Regions from separate parts of the Mus musculus genome. Here region 1 is linked to region 2. A link is a contact called in public Hi-C data. All regions are on one chromosome and are shown on one strand. The core of a region is the stretch at or near the end of the contact, and the rest is flanking DNA. Distances in the headings are between cores, read along the strand shown.

Region 1 (4,477 bases), core at 1,006-3,505, 81 kb before region 2:
AAAACAATTTTGCCAATAGAGTGAAACAAATATACTAGCTGGCTTCATGGAGGGTGTCCTTTGATAGAAGAGCAGAATATGTAATTATAATGGAGCTCCATCAAAGAATATGATGAAGATAATACCTAGGATCAAACATTAATTTAGGACATGCTATTGTCAGGAACAGCTTTAAGTGTTGTGCGTGCCTGTGTGCCTGTAGCATGCATATATGTGGGTTTTGCATGTAAATATGAGTGTGTTCACTTGCGCGTGGTTACAAGTGTGTGAGTGTATATAAAGGTCAGAGGTTGACATTTTCTCCCTCTTTGATCACTCTTCCTTTTATATATTGAGGCGGGGGTCTCTCATTTGATCCCATAGCTTGCAAATTCAGCTAGCTTAACTAGCCTGCTTGCTTTTAGGAGACCCTGTCGCTGCCTTCTATAGATTGGGATTACAGGCTGTGCTGGGACTTGAAAACTCTCGTCCTCTTCCTTGTGTAGTAGGTACCTTACCCACTGAGCCCTCTTTTCAGCTCATTTTAAGTATTTTTTAAAAATGAGATACAGTTGATGATCACAAGTGTTCATATATTTATAGCATGGAAGATGTATGTGTTTTGTACATGTATATGTGCATACATGTGGTGGCCAGAGATCAGCATGACATGTTATTCTTCAGGCTCTTGTCTCCTCGTTTCATGGGACAGGCTCTTTTACTTGGCTTACAGCTTGGCAACTTGGCTATGCTGGCTGGGTAGCCCAAGCCCCAGCGATCCACCTGTCTCAGTTTCTGCAGCACCAGAGTTTCAAGCATGCACCACTATACCCAGCTTTGTTGTTGTTGTTGTTGTTGTGTTTGACAGGAGTTCTGATCCCCAGTCCTCAGGCTTCTAAGGCCAGTCCTTCAGCAGTTCAGCCAGTCTCCTGGGCTACCTGTTAAAGGTCACCACAACCAAGCCAGTTATCAAACTGGTCACCCCAGCTTTCATTTGCTTATGTGTTCTGCGGCTTTTCAAAAGGACCATTCCATTATGTGCTGTCACTGTGCTGTAGCCCAGAGTTTAATTCAACCTGATCCTTTCTACCCTGTGAATGAAATCCGCCCATGTTTCTCACATCTATAGACCCAAGTCATTTAGATCTTTCTATATCAATGGGCTAGTAGGTTCTCAAGCCATACGATGACTATTTTCTTTGACCCACTCCTTTTGCATCTTTGCACAAATATTCCAAGAATTTTCGCAAGCTTAACAGATTCATGGTCAGCCATCACCTATCTGGATTCTGTTTCTCCTCTCCCTGTTAAATGACATCGTCCCCTGAGTTAGAAGTGGCTCCCTGACTGTTCTTTGCTGTAAACCTATCCCTGAGAAAGCTGCCCTGTTTAAGAAGCATTTCCGTATGGAAAGTGGGGTTTTACCTTTGGTTTATTTGTTTTTCTTCTTCTTCTTGGTGATATTTCATATCCTCCAGGGGGGAATGTAAACATTCTAAACCTTCTGGGTTTCAGATAATGTCCTTCATTATCTGGCCTTTGTACCTGCCACTCAGCCCCAGGGTTTTCCACTCCTCAATAACCAACTACTGTTCTCAGAGGCGGGCATCTGGGAACAGAGAGCAATGCCCCTTGGGCGCCTTCCTCCCATGCTTGGTTGGATTTTCTTCATACATTGAATGTAATTTTCTCAGGCTTCAGATGAGTCCCTTAATTTTGTGTACATCAAAGTTACTTCCCTTACAGTGAATGAATGTGTCACAATTATCTTTTAAATACCTTAATTGCTTTGTTTACTGGTAGGCATTTCTACCTTTGCATCTCTGGTAGAACTTTACCAAAGCGTGTACCTACCCCCCCTACCCTTCCCCCCCCCCCCCCCCCCGCCACACACACACTCAGTTTTTAGAAGCTTCTAAAGAGTGGTTTTTGACCCATGAGTGTGTCTGATTGGTCCTACTGCCAGACAAGATTCCGGTTTCTATGTATTTACCACAAATAGCTAAACAGAAAATGAAAACCAACCACCACTGAGGCGTTTTCTCAATAACATAGTCAGCTTAAATCAAACCCCATCTCATTTTTGAGACTTCCACCTGCTTGCCTTTGAATTGCAACGTGACCTTAAAATATTCAGACGAGGCATGGGGACAATAGTGTTTCTGTGAGCCACAGCCCCAAGAATCCAGACCCGTTTCATCATTGATAACCAAGCCGTGTTTAGGAAGAATTTCTCGACTTTCATCTTGGTAGGAAACTTCTGCAGCTGTCTGCTTCCTTCCACTGCCTGCTGTCTCTAAATAAAGCGGTGGCGATGGAGGGGGGCGGCGCGGGGAGACTCTGAGTCATCAACACTCAACCATTATAACATGTCAAATTTGTCCAAAAGAAACATTTTTATGCTTCTGATTATTTTATCATTAGTGGGAGAAGGTTCCTGGGGCTCCCAGAAAAAGCCACGAGGAAGGATGCTGAGTGAACAGGACTTGATGGGTAATGCCTCCCAGACATTGAACATGCTGAGACAAACAAGGGATCCCCAGAGTGCTCCTGGGCTACCGGGCTCGCTTCATACGGGATCAATTATGCAGATGGAGCTGTGAAGATAGCTCCCTCTTTTAGTAAGGCATGATTGCTCCTGTACTCGCAATCCCAGCGCTGCCTCACCGGAAATACCAGACACATCGGAGCCACCTGGTTCCATCTGCAAAGTGTGTTGCTTAATTGGGGGGAGGGGTAAGGATTTTTCTTTTTTTAAATTTCTACATCATTACTAATTACATACATTTATCATGATAATATATAGATCTTGAAATGATCCGAGTAGGCGCATTTACACACATGTGAGTTTGATTTCATGGTAAGAAAGATAGAGGATAAAGAGTATTTTTTGAAAGAGCTAAACGGTTTTAAGTATCCTTTTTAGAAATTTGGAAGCTGCGGTAGCATAAGAGATTCATCGTTTCAGGTAGTGATGTTGGGAGTTTTCTGAAGAGACCATGATACAGAAAACATTTAAAATTCCAAGCCCTCCCTTATCCTGGCTAGAAAAATGAGTAAGGGTGTTCATTAGAAGCAATGGAATCCAAGGCAGAGGATAGCTAGGGAATGCTATCTGCTTAGATGGTTGATTAGCTTGCCCTGGCTCAGTATGGCTCAGTATCTGAGCCCTCCCCTATTTTGCTGTTTTCAAGGCTTCCCAAGGAGGTCGTGTGCGACTTTCTCATCTGCCCTGCATCCACATCTTTTCTTATTTTTGGGAGTGCAATCTTATTTGAGTGCTGGATGAATCCCTAAAAACAAGGACAATCACAAAGATGCAACCCTTTCTTGTATTGGGAAATGGCAGGGCAATTAGTAAATCCCTATGGTACGGGCTCTGCAGAACCGTCCAGGTTCTTTACAGATAAACCAGTCATTTTTAAAGCCGTGATCAGGACTCAGGGCAGAGCCTGAGGATGGAGTGGTCCAAGGGGGCCACTTGTATCCTGCTGGGTGTAAGCCACGAGCGAACGTGTTCAGAGCAACCTGAAGCATCTCTGCACTTGAATAATTACATCCTCACCTCATTTAAAAAAAAAAAAAAAAACGGACACACCCACGCACCAAATTGACAAGTCTGAGATATAAATCTAAAGTACTTGAAAGTACTTTTATTTCAAGGTGCATAAATCTTTCTAAGTCCATCAATTAATTTTATGTAGTTTTAATTACAGCTCCTAACCTCTGCAGTTATTACAGGGCTAGATGTTTCCTCTCATGTACACAGGGAACTGTGCGGGAAGATGGAAGCGCCTCTGCCCAGGCAAATGAAGAACAGTGGTCTCTTTAGGGCCTCCATCTTTGATATTTCCAGCTCAACCCCAGTTTCCTTCCTCAGTCTCTTTTTCTTAAAACTGGGAATTCAAGAGTTTCTGACTCGCCTCACAGGGATGTAAAAATTATTTTAGATTTACAAGCTTTCTGAAGATTAAAAAAAGCTCTTTATGTAAGTGCTAACTATTGCCTTCAGAACTAACCTATATTTTATGAAATATAATGGAGTCAATTATTTAAAAATGTAGACTAAAACTTGTCTACAGCTGACTAAAATGAAAAGAATTCAACTGTAAACCTTTTTAGGTGTGTGTGTTTTATAGAGCTCCTGAAACACATGCCATCTAAAAATCACAATAGCAGAATTTTTCTGAAACTTACCGCTGAATGGGAAAAGTCACTTATATGGGAAAAATTTGTCTTGCGTCTGTGAAAGCAAAATTACAACAGCTGCCAAAACATGAAAACTTCATCATCGTGGGGCAGAATGTTGAGAGGAACGCCAAGGAATTTATCGTTATTCAACATTTCAGGTAACATTCTCCTGTCGTCTCTTCTGGGAGGAGATTTTTTTTTCTTTTTTGCTCCTCACTCTGGAGAGGCGCGTCCACGTTTGCTGAGAGACACGCAGGAAATAATATAATGAAAGGTTCATATCATGTTTGACTCTGCTCAGCGAGTG
Region 2 (4,700 bases), core at 2,117-4,616:
TGGTTCATGAAGACTGATGGGCAGATTCTAAAAATAGATAATTACTGTTTTTCCTAGCACTTAATTTGGAGTGGTCTATGTGCGTGTGTGTGTGCATGTGTGCATGTGTGTGTGTGTGTGTGTGTGTGTGTGTGTGTGTGTGTGTGTGTGTTTGGGCCAGAGATCAACATTGGGAATCTTTTCTCAAGAGGCAACTACTTGTTTTTCGAAGCAGAGTCTCTTATTGGCTGGTTGGCCAATGAGCCTCAGGGATCCCCTTTGGGTCATTTCCCAGGACTGGGATGAGTGTGGGCTACTGCGCCCAACTGTTTTGCATGGTCTCTGGGGATCGAACTCAGGCCCTTATGCTTATGTCTCAAGCACTTCATGGAAGGACCAAACTTCCCAGCCTTCATTTCCTCTCATTTTTAATCTTTCGCACATTGTCTTTCCATATAAGTTTGTTTAGTCTTAAACATTTTTTTAAAAGAACAATATAAGAATTCTATGTCTGGGTGTATACTCCAAAAAAGCAGGGACTCTTTTTGTCATGTGATATTTAAAAACTCATGTTCACAGTAGCTTTGCTGACAACAGACAAAAGCTGGGGACAACCCATGTGTCCACTGACTTGACAAATGGCTAGGCAAAATGTCATCTTCTACATGAGGAAGAGTACAGTTCAGCCATGAAAAAGGAAGAGGGGGATTCTACAACATGCCGTGGTTTGATGTGTTTCTCCCACAAGGCTTTATTTGATCTAAACTTAGCCTTGAGTATCACCGTGTGAGAGACAGTAAAACCATTCAGAATGGGGCTAGACAAAGGTGATCCAGTCATATGCTACCATTGAAAGAGAGTAATGCTTATCCCATAGAGTGCTTTAGTCTCCATGAGAGTGTAAAGTCACCCTTTAAACCAGGAATGAAAATTAACTCTGCCCTGGGTCTCCAGCCTGCCAGTCTTCCTTGTAGATATTAGACTCTACCCTTGAGTCAAATCCTTAAAATTAATCAACTTTTAATCTCTCCACTCCCTTCACATTTTTCTCATCCTCTCTTGGCTTTTCCATCTCGTCTTTCTTCTCTTCCTTCCCTATTCCCATCCATCTATCTGTCCCTCCTACCTAAGCACATATACACATCTTATTGTTGTATGTCTCTGGAGAACCCTGGTATGATTTACATCCAACATTGCTTGTTAATCCAGTCTCCAACTGCCCTGTGCTTGTCATTGAACCCTTGACTCAGGGCAGTGGTTTTTTCTCGGTTATATTCAGCCCTATCTAGAGACACTGTGGGTGTTGTGTGGGTAGATCTAGTGTCTAGAGCCCAGACATGTGTTCCACATCCTGTAATGCTCAGCATCCTCAACCTTAAAAATTCACCAAACCTAACCTCTCAACAGTTGCCAAGGTTTAATAAGCCTGACTCAGACTTGGCTCTGGGGAAATACAAACTAAGGCAAGAATTAAATGAAGAAATTGCTAGACTAGGAAAAAAAAATTCAGAAAGTTAAGTTTTGCAGGCAGGAAGTAGCATATAGGAATGCCCATATTTGTAGACAAGGGACATTAGCAAGCCAAGCTATTAGGGCAACTTAAGAAATGCATTTAATGGGTTGTATTATTGAATGGGAACAAAACCCATGGGATTCACCTCTGCTTGATCAATTGCCACATGGAGAAACCAGGATTGATGAAGAGTCTAGTAAGATGGTTGACAACAGTCAGATTCTTCTGGGGGTGTTCCAAGAATAAACTAATGTGCTCCAGGCATCAGCCTCACAACTCACATTTTAGCAAAACAAGGACTGATTGTTTAACAACATTAAGTTCCATGGCAGTCCTAAAAGGTCACCGTTGACAAAAGTGCATGTGTGAATTCCCTGGTTGGCATCTGCATTCTTCCATTTTCCTTCTCCAGAGCCTAATTCATCTTTAAACACCCCAAGAAGTGAGCCTGTGTGGGGGAGACGTGCAGGAAAGTGCTTGTCATTTGAGCATGAGGGCTCCAGAGTTCCCTCTTCAACAGCTGTGTAACTGTTGAGAGCAGTGGAATACATCTGGGATGGTGGCACTGCAAGGCAGACAGGAAGATCCCTGGGACCTGCTAGCCAGCCAGTGTAGCTTGCTCAGATTCAGTGAGAGACCTTGTCTCACAAAATAGTATAAAGAATGTCTGAACGAAGAATAATACCTGCTATCAAACTCAAGGTGTCACACGCATGATACACAAGAACATACACACACAGATGAGCCCGATAGCATCTTTACGTGCTGTCTAGGAAGCACAACCATGCAATTTCCACATGCTAGTCCAGGAGACCTCTCTGCTGTGAAGTCTCTTGTGTCTCCTGAGCTGCTACAACACCCCACAGAGCACTGAGTTCTCTGGGTGTCAGAACTTAACAGACACTGTTGGGTGTGACAGTATCCTCTTCCCGCTCTCTGTTGTTCATTTACAGACAACCTCATTGCAGAGCCTTCCCTGGCGTCTCTGATAATGGGGTTGGATCCAGGGCAGAGAAGTGGGGCCAGCAGTTGGTGAGAAAATAAGTGACAGTCAAGGAGAAGCCTCCAAGAAAATGCTTCTGGCTGCCGTGCTAAGGCTTGGATTGATCTGACGCAGGGAGGCTCTTGGAGAGCTTGGGTATTAATGTGCCTAATTGTACAGCTTCCATGTATGAAGAGGGATCCTGTAGGGTGTACAGTCATCTGAAGCTCATGGGGTAGGATCGACGGGAGTTCAGCCTCGTGCCCTGTACAATATGTCGAGTAGAAGAACATCACAGATTAAAGCTCCATTTGTGTCCCTGAAAACACCAGACACTATTCTGGGACGGTAACAATAGCCTCGTGCCACATGATCCCAAGCCAACATGGTGCTTGCACGGAAGCATATCAGAACCTGTGGCTTTATAGATAACATTTGAAAAAAAATACTTGAAAGAGGAAAAAGTCAAATATTATATTTAGCTTTGAAAGCTCTAAGCTGAGACCCTTGTAATGAAAAAACCATTGGATTTTATTCTAATTTTATCTCTGTTAGGAATCATAGATTTGGAAGCATGACTTCATGGTACTGGGCCTTACTTTCCTCAACTTTAAAATAAGGAAATGTGCAGGAACTGCTCCGAGAGTGGTCCTATTAAACACTCTATTAAAATATCAAGACGCCGTATCATAAGGATACTTGATTTGGGGGTAACACTGGAAGCTGAAAAAGAATGATGGGAAATGAGACAGGAAAGAGACCAGACACCAGTGTCGTGCTCTTATGGGAAGATCTGCTCTGTTCTTTGGGGGTCGTCTGAAGCTGCATGAGAATGATGTAGGAATTTACCCATGAGGCACTGGGGATTCTTTGACAAATCCAACTGCCTTTCTCTGGAAGGGTGTATCTAGGACATCAGCCTACCCACAGTTCTGGGCTGCGTCTGTTACTGCCTTGCTTACCCTGCCCCCCACCCATAACTTCAGAGAAAGGAAAACGGACTGAGCCTCAGCACCCACACACCATGGCTGCCTTGAATCCAGGTGGGCTGAGCAGACCAGGCTTGGTACATCATAAGCGACACATTTATGTTAATTAGCCAGAGCACATTTACATCTTAATTTAGTGAATGGGAGAGTAGCAGGTGCACTAAATGTTTCTGTAAGCCTGGGATGAAAGTGAAGACAGTAAGTAGAAAATATAGTTTGCAAGACTGAACTAGAAAATCCTGTTAAGGAAGTGGGTTGGGAAGAGAGGCTAGACAGAGCCCAAGAGTAAATCAATGGGGAATCCCTGCTTTAGAATTACCCCTGTTTTGTCTCAGAAACAAATATAAAGTCAGAAATCAAGTGTGCCTTTAAATAGGTAGATAACCACAAATAAGTGTAACTTCAGTAGCCTATCAAGATAAATTGTGTTTAAGGCCCAGAATCTCACTCAGGGTATAATTTTTAAAAGGATGGAGCTAATTTAGAGATGCTGCGCATATATGCATAGGTCAAAGCAGGTATACAGTCGGGTCAAGGACTAGAAAACTGAAATTTTAGCAATGCATCCAATTCTACTTACATGGTTCCTCTTTCCTTCCGTTCACCTTCTCTCCGTGTGTGCATGTGTATATGTGTGTGCGTGTGTACTTGTGTTGTATGTAAACAATTATGTGGATGTATGTGCTTGTATATATAATATACATCCACAGGAGGAGGCCAGTGGGGGACATGAAGTATTTTACTTTACCACTCTCTGCTTGGCTGACTTGAGACAGGGTCTCTCACTGAAACAGAAGCCTATTGTTTTGTCTAGGCTGTCTGTCTGGTGAAATCTGTCTCACTACACCCACTCCTTTCAACATGCTGAGGTTGCAGACATACATAGCCACGTCTGACTTTGGATATGTGTACTAAAGATGCAAACTCACGTCCTCATGCCTTTACAGCATTTGGTTCTAACACACACACACACACACACACACACACACACACACACACACACACACACAGAGCTGCCAACACACATAGCCTTCCCGCTTTCAATCTTTCCAACGAGAATTTTCCATGTTCCTCAAAGATCATGTTCCCAAGAAAGGAATCCACTGACTATATGTTTCAAGTCACACCAGACCACAAGTCATAAATTTTTGGTAATGGCACAGATAGACCAAGTTCCCATCCTTTGTCCAATTAGCTGCTACCAAGAGCAGGGTCACAGGGAATGTGACACACTCAG

What was found. Hi-C and Micro-C count contacts between places; a contact is called where the count stands out from the background.
Region 1: a contact with region 2 is called in a Hi-C map of CD8 T cells, with 2.5 times the contacts expected there. The contact joins the enhancer-like site here to the promoter of 4930595L18Rik in region 2. A contact is called at or near these places in 5 of 39 promoter capture datasets (3T3-L1-derived adipocytes, the HPC-7 cell line, HPC-7-derived erythroid cells and 2 more), 1 of 15 datasets of contacts at CTCF or cohesin (the NIH/3T3 cell line), 6 of 484 Hi-C or Micro-C datasets (the AML12 cell line, CD8 T cells, the N1E-115 cell line and 2 more) and 2 of 115 datasets of contacts at active chromatin or transcription factors (CD8 T cells and epiblast stem cells).

The regions. Positions count from the first base shown.
Region 1 is chr6:98,630,434-98,634,910 of GRCm38.p6, reverse strand. No RefSeq gene overlaps it. Among named protein-coding and RNA genes, the nearest start is that of 4930595L18Rik, 81 kb to the right of the region's middle. Within about 2 kb of position 2,255, at least 36 of the 459 cell types and tissues checked have an H3K27ac peak or open chromatin away from gene starts, as enhancers often do. A contact at or near this core is called in CD8 T cells, the HPC-7 cell line and cortical neurons, where this site is marked.
Region 2 is chr6:98,550,770-98,555,469 of GRCm38.p6, reverse strand. 4930595L18Rik (a long non-coding RNA gene) reads left to right here and starts at 3,366. Exons shown (of 3, transcript XR_869302.2): 1 at 3,366-3,517.